Regions from separate parts of the Mus musculus genome. Here regions 2 and 3 are each linked to region 1. The links are chromatin contacts, called in public HiChIP or PLAC-seq and promoter capture Hi-C maps. All regions are on one chromosome and are shown on one strand. The core of a region is the stretch at or near the end of the contact, and the rest is flanking DNA. Distances in the headings are between cores, read along the strand shown.

The links. Promoter capture Hi-C pulls out the DNA fragments that hold promoters and counts their contacts. HiChIP or PLAC-seq counts read pairs in DNA pulled down with a chosen protein or histone mark.
Region 2: a contact with region 1 is called in a BATF HiChIP or PLAC-seq map of CD8 T cells, with 17 read pairs. The contact joins the enhancer-like site here to the promoter of Plscr1 in region 1. A contact is called at or near these places in 5 of 39 promoter capture datasets (the 3T3-L1 cell line, the HPC-7 cell line, HPC-7-derived erythroid cells and 2 more), 11 of 484 Hi-C or Micro-C datasets (3T3-L1-derived adipocytes, LSK cells, Th1 cells and 7 more), 12 of 115 datasets of contacts at active chromatin or transcription factors (the 230-238 cell line, CD8 T cells, the HPC-7 cell line and 8 more) and 4 of 9 other capture datasets (adipose tissue, liver, macrophages and 1 more).
Region 3: a contact with region 1 is called in a promoter capture Hi-C map of liver. The contact joins the enhancer-like site here to the promoter of Plscr1 in region 1. A contact is called at or near these places in 2 of 39 promoter capture datasets (the HPC-7 cell line, HPC-7-derived erythroid cells and liver), 3 of 484 Hi-C or Micro-C datasets (bone marrow-derived macrophages, erythroblasts and macrophages), 5 of 115 datasets of contacts at active chromatin or transcription factors (the 230-238 cell line, CD8 T cells, bone marrow-derived dendritic cells and 2 more) and 3 of 9 other capture datasets (adipose tissue, liver and pancreatic islet).

Annotation. Positions count from the first base shown.
Region 1 is chr9:92,248,769-92,251,532 of GRCm38.p6, forward strand. It overlaps Plscr1 (phospholipid scramblase 1), which reads left to right and starts at 1,426. Exons shown (of 9, transcript NM_011636.2): 1 at 1,426-1,592.
Region 2 is chr9:92,373,680-92,376,443 of GRCm38.p6, forward strand. No RefSeq gene overlaps it. Among named protein-coding and RNA genes, the nearest start is that of 1700057G04Rik, 66 kb to the left of the region's middle. Within about 2 kb of position 1,377, at least 86 of the 459 cell types and tissues checked have an H3K27ac peak or open chromatin away from gene starts, as enhancers often do. A contact at or near this core is called in CD8 T cells, the HPC-7 cell line, bone marrow-derived macrophages and 5 more, where this site is marked.
Region 3 is chr9:92,351,247-92,354,010 of GRCm38.p6, forward strand. 1700057G04Rik (RIKEN cDNA 1700057G04 gene) reads left to right here. Exons shown (of 7, transcript NM_001033184.3): 5 at 1,289-1,450. Among named protein-coding and RNA genes, the nearest start is that of 1700057G04Rik, 43 kb to the left of the region's middle. Within about 2 kb of position 1,370, at least 21 of the 459 cell types and tissues checked have an H3K27ac peak or open chromatin away from gene starts, as enhancers often do. A contact at or near this core is called in intestinal villus epithelium and liver, where this site is marked.

The DNA.
Region 1 (2,764 bases), core at 176-2,675:
ATTAATAACGAGTTAGTGTTAGTGATTCAACATTTAAACTGTTGGCTGAGGCTAGTTTTTCTAAGTAGAAAACTTAGGTGGGCTTGAGGTATGAAGACATTAGGAAAGGAAACAAACACAGAGTGAGCCACTACCCAGCAGCGGCTGCCCATGAAGCCCTAGCTCACCGACTCCCCTGTGGCCAAGTCTTGGAGCTACTGGTAACAGCAGTTAGCCTAGGAAACACAACAGAGGTGAAGACAGTAGGAAGACTCTTACTTAGACAGAACGCCCCAATGTTTCACTTCTACAAGGTTTTACCTATAAAAATACTCCAACTGCTTAAATTAAAATTCAAATGAAATGATCCCATTTATGCAAAGAGTGGACAGTGAAGATCCTTGTTTGCTCCGAGTATGAAATCAGCTAAAGAATAAAGATAAACATCCTGAGTGCCTAACAGCAAGCCAGTTGAAGTTACAAATCACATTGAGCGATGCTAAGTTCCCGGTTCCTTTCTCCAGCATTGGAGTGCCATGGTCTCAGACTCTTTATATGTGAGGTTCACTTTTCCATGCATCATGGCTTTCTATGGAAGAACAGTATATTCTATGCACACTGGTATTTATGTACATGCAGAAATATACACATATGCAAGTAGTGGGCCCCTCCCAAGATGCTCCCCAGATTTTTAGTTGAATATACTTAGAAACGCACCAATCACAGGGAAAGAAGAGTGAAGACTCAAAATTCACCTGTAACCCTTTCATCATCCTTTCATAACTCTCCCTCCCCCAAGAGTACCAAATGATGCATAAAATGCAGGCGGGGGAAAAATACCTTCTGTGTCATAGGAAGGTATTTTTAGATAATTGGAAATTTCTTAGAAATGTCCACACGAGGCATACTAAGTCAGAATCTTTGAAGGCATGACCTAATGTAGTTTCAGCTCGGTGACTCTTCTCGGGCTGTAATTTAAGAAGCACCGCTTTACTAAACAAAACAGATGCTGATTTTTCTGGTGAGTGAGCCGCACAGTTCAAACCAAACCTGAATGTTTTCTAGTTAAGGGTGGTACTTTTTCACAGACTGTAGTAAAAAGAAAGCAAAGACTGCTACCAGCAAACGGCGTGAAACGGTTATATAAAACCCATAAGATTTTTAAAAAGAGGAGAGAAATCTGCTAGGAAAGAGATCAACAAACTTGAAAGTGCAAACAGGGCTGATGGAACAGATGTGGTAATCGATGCATACTTAAGAAAGTGTGCAAAGCAGGAAAGTAAGTTTGAGGAAGCCCGATTTCCCGCACAGTACCCAAATAGGTTGGGTGGTTGAGATCAGGCAGTGTAAAGAAAGTTCCGAGAAGAGGCCACTCCCCAGGTGATGAATAGCCTTTCTTTCCAAGGCAATCAAAATCCCACTTCCTTTTGCCTTGCTGGTGGGCGGGGCGGGCAAGGTCCTGCCAGGCCTCTGGGCGCAGCTAGAGGATTCAGGAGTGCAGGCAGAGCTCGCGTCATTCAGAGTGAGTCCCCTCTGCGAGGGAAAGCCGGGCTACTGCAGCGCCACCAGCAAGGGATTGGGACTCACGGACTTCAGAACAGAAGGAGCCTCAGGTGAGTCCCGCTTTCTGCGCGTTCCGGGACAGAGCTCGCGGATCTGTGCGCACAAAGGAGCCGGGTACGGTGATGGGCGCGGGAGATGCGGATGGGTGGAGAGGGAGCAAGAGCAAGGGCTGGAGGCGGTTTGCTCAGGCGGCAGAGGTTATGGTCTGAAGACTGGGAGCAATGGCCGAAAGACTTGGGCTCGTGACCCCGGAAGTGGGGAGGGAACTCAGCCAGAAGCTCTGCTGTCCGGGCCGCTGCTCGGCAATCCACACTCGTGACCCTTCTTCGCTAGTTCCCACGGGATCGTCTCCAGTTTAGCACACTGCTTCACAGCCAAGAGCAGTCCTGATGCAGTGCAGAAGCTGGGCTCACTTGTAGCTCTGTGGTAGCGCTCTTTTCAAATGCGCCGAGCCCAAGTTGGATTCCCGTTGCAGGAAAGGGAAGGGGAAATAAAAGAAGAGAAACCGTTCAAAGAGCCTGTTGCTCTTTAACCCAGGTTTCTTTGGGATTGTGGCTAGTAAAACTATACATAGCCTTCTAGAATACAAAAGTAGGGGATGTAAGCGGGTAAAGGTCCGAATGGGTAAGACCACTACACTAGGTGTACATTCAGTCTTTTGTTACAGACCTTGGACTCTGACAGTTTTTTTTTTCTTGTATATTCATCTCTTCCCTGAAAATGTTAACAGTAAAAGACTTAAAGATTCAAGCCACTTATTAAAGGAAGAGGCAGGCATATTTATGAGTTCGAATCTAGCCTTGTCTATAGAGCAAGTTCTCAGACAGCCAGTGCTACAGAAACAAAACAGGAAAGCCAACCAAAACAACAAAAAGAGTTCTCACTTTTGAATCAGTTAATATAAGCTTGATAAAGTACCAAGTGGAAAGGTGGAAACTAGCTTTTATTATATCAAATACTTGACACAGCCCCCATCCCTACAACTCTCCCCATGGTTCCTGCGTGGCTTGATTTCCGTAATCTTATTCCTGGAAGTTAGGTAGGGCCATCTCTCTGTTCCAAGACAAACAATTATACTTTCTTCCCAAACAATTACACTCTCTTCTTCCGGCTTAGCGGCTTAGCAGTTGGAACTAAATACTGGGTACCAGGAACCAGGGAAGCTTAATAAAAAGCACCCCCGGGCACCTGGGGGCGTTTCCTTCTTGGCTTTTCCTAACAA
Region 2 (2,764 bases), core at 127-2,626, 120 kb after region 1:
GATTTTTTTTCTATTTAAAAAGATACTTAATTTCAGGAGATGGTAACAAATGTTGTCAATGCCTTGAAAAGTAGAATTTCCTGTGCTGTCAGGAGTGTTGACCTCTCCATAGCCTTAGTTCTTGCATCACCTAGCATCTGCAGAAAATTTCCCTAGGTTGACTGCTGCTGGCTGCCAGAGGTTTTGTATCCCAGCACTGTTGTTCCTTAGGAGCTCCTAAAATTCACGGTGTCCTTGAAATTTCTTTCTGGCGGAAGAGCTCTGCTGCTACAGTACTACGTGGGTGAAAGTTTTACTCCAGTTACGGCTGTTAAGCCTGCCTCTCTGCAATCAAGATAATAAATCTCAGTGTAGTCAAAAACAGGAAAGACATTATAAAGAACCATGAGGTTGTCATAGGAAAGTATTATGAAGCTATAAAGACAAAGATAAGAAAGGGCACAGCATACCAGCAGAGGAGGAGCAGGGGGAGAGGAGAAGCAGGTAGCAGAGGGAGGAGGTGGGGAGAGAAGGAGTGATGAAGGGAAGAGAAGGAAGGGGAGAGGAGAGAGAAGAGACCATATTTTATTCTAAGTATTCCATAGACTGTGTTCAGTCATGTACCTAGGGGATCTTCAACCATGTGTCCAGGTAGGGAGAGTAATAGAAGCTAAACCTCATATATACAGGTAAACCTTATAAGCACAGACCAAGTACAGCTAGAATAGACATTAACACATAAGGAGTAGTTCATGGGATGGTTGAGGGCCAGGGCTACAAGGTTCTGTAGGGGCTCTCCAGGCCCAATGTAGTGCTAGGGAAAAACTCTAGTGAAAATTGTTTGACACAAACACAGTTTATCAGCCATGCTGCAGGGGCAGGAGGAACTGGGGGGAGATTCCTCCTTTTCACTGGCGTCTTTACGGTGCCCCCATAATGTATGACATACTTACATTAAAGGTTGTTTTCCTCTAGTCCCTTTTATATGGGTGTGACATCTTCTAGGCCTCGTACCCCACAGTGGAAGCTAAAGTCTAATTGTATGCCAGTCTCAGGAAGGGCTTGCCTATGGTGCAAAGATTTGTCGTCTTGTGTGCCAAGTGCACATTCATGTGGTTTAGTTAGCTTGTCGACCATTGGCAGCTGCTACCACACTCTCTCCAGCAACTCTGAATGCTGGCCTTTGTACTTAACACATTATCCAGTCTCTGTCTTCCCTCCCTTCCCCCACTCCTTCATCCCTTCACCCTCCCTCTTTTCCTCTCCCCCGGTTCTCACAGTGTACTATGCCCTTTGGCACCCCCCCCATTGGCTTCATAATACTTTCCTAGCATAACCACATGCTCTTGCACCTTTAACACATGTTTCCTATTTCAGCTTACATTTTATCTCTTGACTGACCAGACACTTACGTAACTGTTCAGAGAGGAAGAGGTCAGGCTATCTTTGAAAGTACAAGATTACGGTAGGCGAGTGGGCACTTTATAGCAGAAGCTCAGCATTTCCTTCCCCAGCAGCATCATAAAAATGACGGCTCCTGGTGACAGCAAACTGGAGGTCCTCCCATGGCATCATGAGTGGGAAGGACAATTAGCCAGACTACTGGGGGTGGATTTTAGAGTTTTGTCCCATTCTTTGTGTGTGTGTGTGGGGGGGGGGGAGGTTGAGACTCAGATTCTAATTGCCTTCTAAAGGCCAAGGCTCTAATAGCATTGGCTGTGGAACTATTATTGGCTTTGGATAGCAATTGTTAGATTGTTAAATTTTTGTGTTTTGAACATTTCGTGTGTGCTTATAATGTGTTTTAATCAAGAACCCCCTTTCTTTCCTCCACCCGGTCTCTTCCCTATGCCCCCCACTGCTATTCTCGCCCAATTTCATGTGTTCTTTTTTAAAACCTTAGTGTTGCGGGTATGTACATGGTTGTGGAGCCATCTACTGGACCATTGGAAGCGTCTAAAAGACAACCTTGAAAAAAGTGGACCTCCCCTCTCCCAGAAACTTCATTGCAACTAACTCTTCAGCCAGAGCTCGTGGGGGTGGGGTGGGGAGTGGGGTGGGGTGGGGCGGGACTTCATGACCTCCCCATTTACTCACGCTGTGATTTTTATTCTCACTCGAGGTTTTAGAATTGTTTTTTAATGGGCTTCATTCTATGCTTATGAGTATTTTGGCTGCCTGTATATATGTGTAAAATGTGTGTGTCTGGTGCCTTTGCAAATCAGAGGAGGGTATCAGATGCTCTGGAACTGAGTTACAGACGGTTGTGAGTCACCATGTTGACGCTGGGATTCCAGCCCTGGTTCTTTTAAAAGGCAACACATGTTCTTGGCTTCTGTGCTCTCTGCCTTCCTGCTCCCAGCATTTTTTTTAATACATAGGTGCTTTATCAGGAGTGCCTAAAATATGATAAAAAAATTTAAAGGAAGAATATGGTAGCAAAATATAAGACAAAAAATAAAACTAAAGTAGTCGGTGGAACAAGAATAGATATTAGACGAAAGAAGAGCATTTAAGCACAGTCATGACATTAGAGTTCTTATGGTAAACATTCTATTGAAACAAGAATTGAGAGCAATTTTAAATGAGCATGTCCCTAAGACCTCCTCACACTATGACAATAGATGTTGGAAGATGACAAGGTCATCAACGTAGTTAGAAATTTTATGACATCTTTAACTTTCATCAGATAAAAGAGCTAAAATAATCAAATTATAATATCACATGTTCAAATTATTATTAAATTTGAACATCAAAGTCAACAATACTGACTTAGGGAGCATAT
Region 3 (2,764 bases), core at 120-2,619, 100 kb after region 1:
TGTTTTGGCCTTCATTCAACTGTGTAGAAAGGAATATAAACAACTAAGCTTATACTCTTGGGTAATCTCTCCTTTATGGATGAGTAACAGCTCAAACAACAGTTTATAATGTTCACAGGAAGGCCTTTTGGCCAAATCACTTGTCAAAAATGATCATGACTGGTGTGGCCCAAACTAATGGAGCCACATGCCTGAGGATGTTTTAAAATACTGTTCTAGAAACAGAATGCCTTAACAGAAGAGTTAGGAGAAGAATATATGTATTCATCTCATAATTTATCTGATGATTTAGACACTCCACTAAGGGGCAAGGAGAAAAATGCCACCCATATTTTTTATTTCATTTCTTTCAATAAACACAGGTAAGTTGTGTTATCTGTAATAAACATTCCTCAGATGGATCTGCCCTCAGCAAAAGTCCAACTGCCTGTTTCATATCACTTAGTGGCCTATTTATTGCAAATGTGTCTTTCAGAGCAGGTACTAGGACATAGAGACTTTATAGGGAAGGTAGCCTTTGCCTAGATTTCACTTGCCTAGGACATTGTCTGCCTGTGTACCCCAGTCATTCTGTAAGTAATGTCCATAAAGCCTGTCTCAAACAGAGAGAACATGAAAACAGATATTTGGGGTTTAACATTGTGCTTACACTACTTAGAGAGAGTAAGTTTATTTGTAAAGAATTCCTTTGTTCTCCATGCCCTTTAGGCTAGGTATAACCCTACAAGCATAGCAATATCTGAGGAGACTGTGTTTGTGTGTTCGATGAACAAAGTACTGCAGTTGAGTAGCAGTATAACATGGTCATGAAGCTTGACTCTCAGAAATGATCACATCTGAGTCTCCTAGTAAATAAATAGCAGGGCCATGAGTCTAGTGTCCAAAGTTCTTTTCTTATACAATATTAGAACTAATAGTTGAAAATGTGCCAGTGATCAGAGTTCTGTCCACAGAGATAAGCTACTGTTGATAAACAAGTTTAAGAAAGAAAAGTTTGTTAATAATTTAGACAGTCTTTACAGATAGAGATATTAATGAAACATGGAAGCTATCAAGAGTTCAATTTGCCCCTTCTATGCATTAGCTGGAGAATCTGATGCACATTACGTCACCTTTTGTTTTTTTCTTTTTTGGTATAGTTACCTCCATGAATTAAGAGAAGAAAAAGCATTGATTTAATTAAAGGGTGTTATAGATTGGAGCACTGGCTGTCATTCTAAGTAAATGAAGCCACAAATAGATAATATGTTGATAAACATGTTTACCAATGTCCTTTTTTCATATGTAGATAGAAATACAAGCTCCTCCTGGTGTGCCAGTGGGTTATGTTATTCAAACCTGGCACCCATGTCGGCCAAAGTTTACAGTTCAAAATGAGGAGAAACAGGATGTTCTAAAAATTATTGGTCCAATCTGCGTGTGCAACATTGGAGGAAGCATAGATTTTGAGGTAACAGATACAATCATGTCTATTAGATTTTCTTTCCTTATAAATAGAACATATTTTGTGCAAAGGTAAAGCTGTATTAGGTGGAGATTTATGTACAGATATTTTTTAAAAAAGAAATAACATGGTCAGAGAAATATTTTATGATCCAATACAAGGTCAGTGCTTACACTATTGAATGAGAAAAAGGTGTAGTCATCTTAAAAATAGCCACAGTTTCTCTATCGACTACTCTCATTGCTAAAATCAATATCTGACAAGAAGCATTAAAAGAAGAAGCAATTTTTTGGCTTACAGTTTAAGGGTATAATGCTCCTCAGGCACTGCACAGACCAACATGCAAACAGAACACCAATGTATGAGAAATAGGAATAAGTGGATCTTTTCTAAAAGAAAAAGAGGTATAGTGCTTATCCTCCAATCATGCGTCACAGTGATCTCCTGGTTATTCTTATACTGAATTAGTTCATTGGGAAACATGTTCCTATGTTTGCTTCCTGGAGGAATTTTTAAAGCCAAGAGAATTTTTGTCATTTAAACTTGTTGATTCTCTTCACAGAAAACGTGATAAAACTTAGACTGATATTTCCCCAGAGGGGCCAAAACCACTCTGAAGCAGAGGGCTATCCTTTCCTGATAAGCCTTCAGAATTCTGCCTCTGTTCTCATGACTTCCTGTCTCCATGCTTACTCTGTCCCAATGCCTGCTGCCCTCGGGAACCACATAGCTTTTCATTCCTCATTGTGGATGGCTTTGTGTTGCTTGCTCTCCAGGGAGAGGCTGTCTAGAATGAGGAATGAATCAGTACTCAGGAGGTTTCCTGTAAACCAATCCCCCAATGAATAAAGGAGCCAATCACTGGGCCAGTAGGCGGGACTTCCTGGTTGGACAGAGGAAGAGAAGTAGCAGGAGGTAAGATGTAGCTGCTAGAGTTTCCTGGTATCATGGCAGATCCACAAGGATTCGCCACTAAAGGAATCAGACTTCAATAAGGCTTACAAGATTAGGTTTTAAGTTATTGTGACCAGAGATCGAGTTACCATTGTTTCTGAACTAAGTTTGTGTTGCATTTTCCTTCACACAGCTGCTCATCTGAGTTTGCCAGATGTGCACCACAAAGGCCAGTGGGGAATTTGAAGCATAGGGCTGGCATGGTAGTGACCTGTCAGTGGGTGGAGAGATTTTGGAGCTCTGAGTCCGAGCATCTACATGATAAAAACCGGTCGGCCATTGCTCGCCAGTGCCCGGCCAGCCAGGTTGCCAGGGCAGAGGCACAAACGCAGGAACGTGCCAGTTGTATATCTTTTTAAATAATTC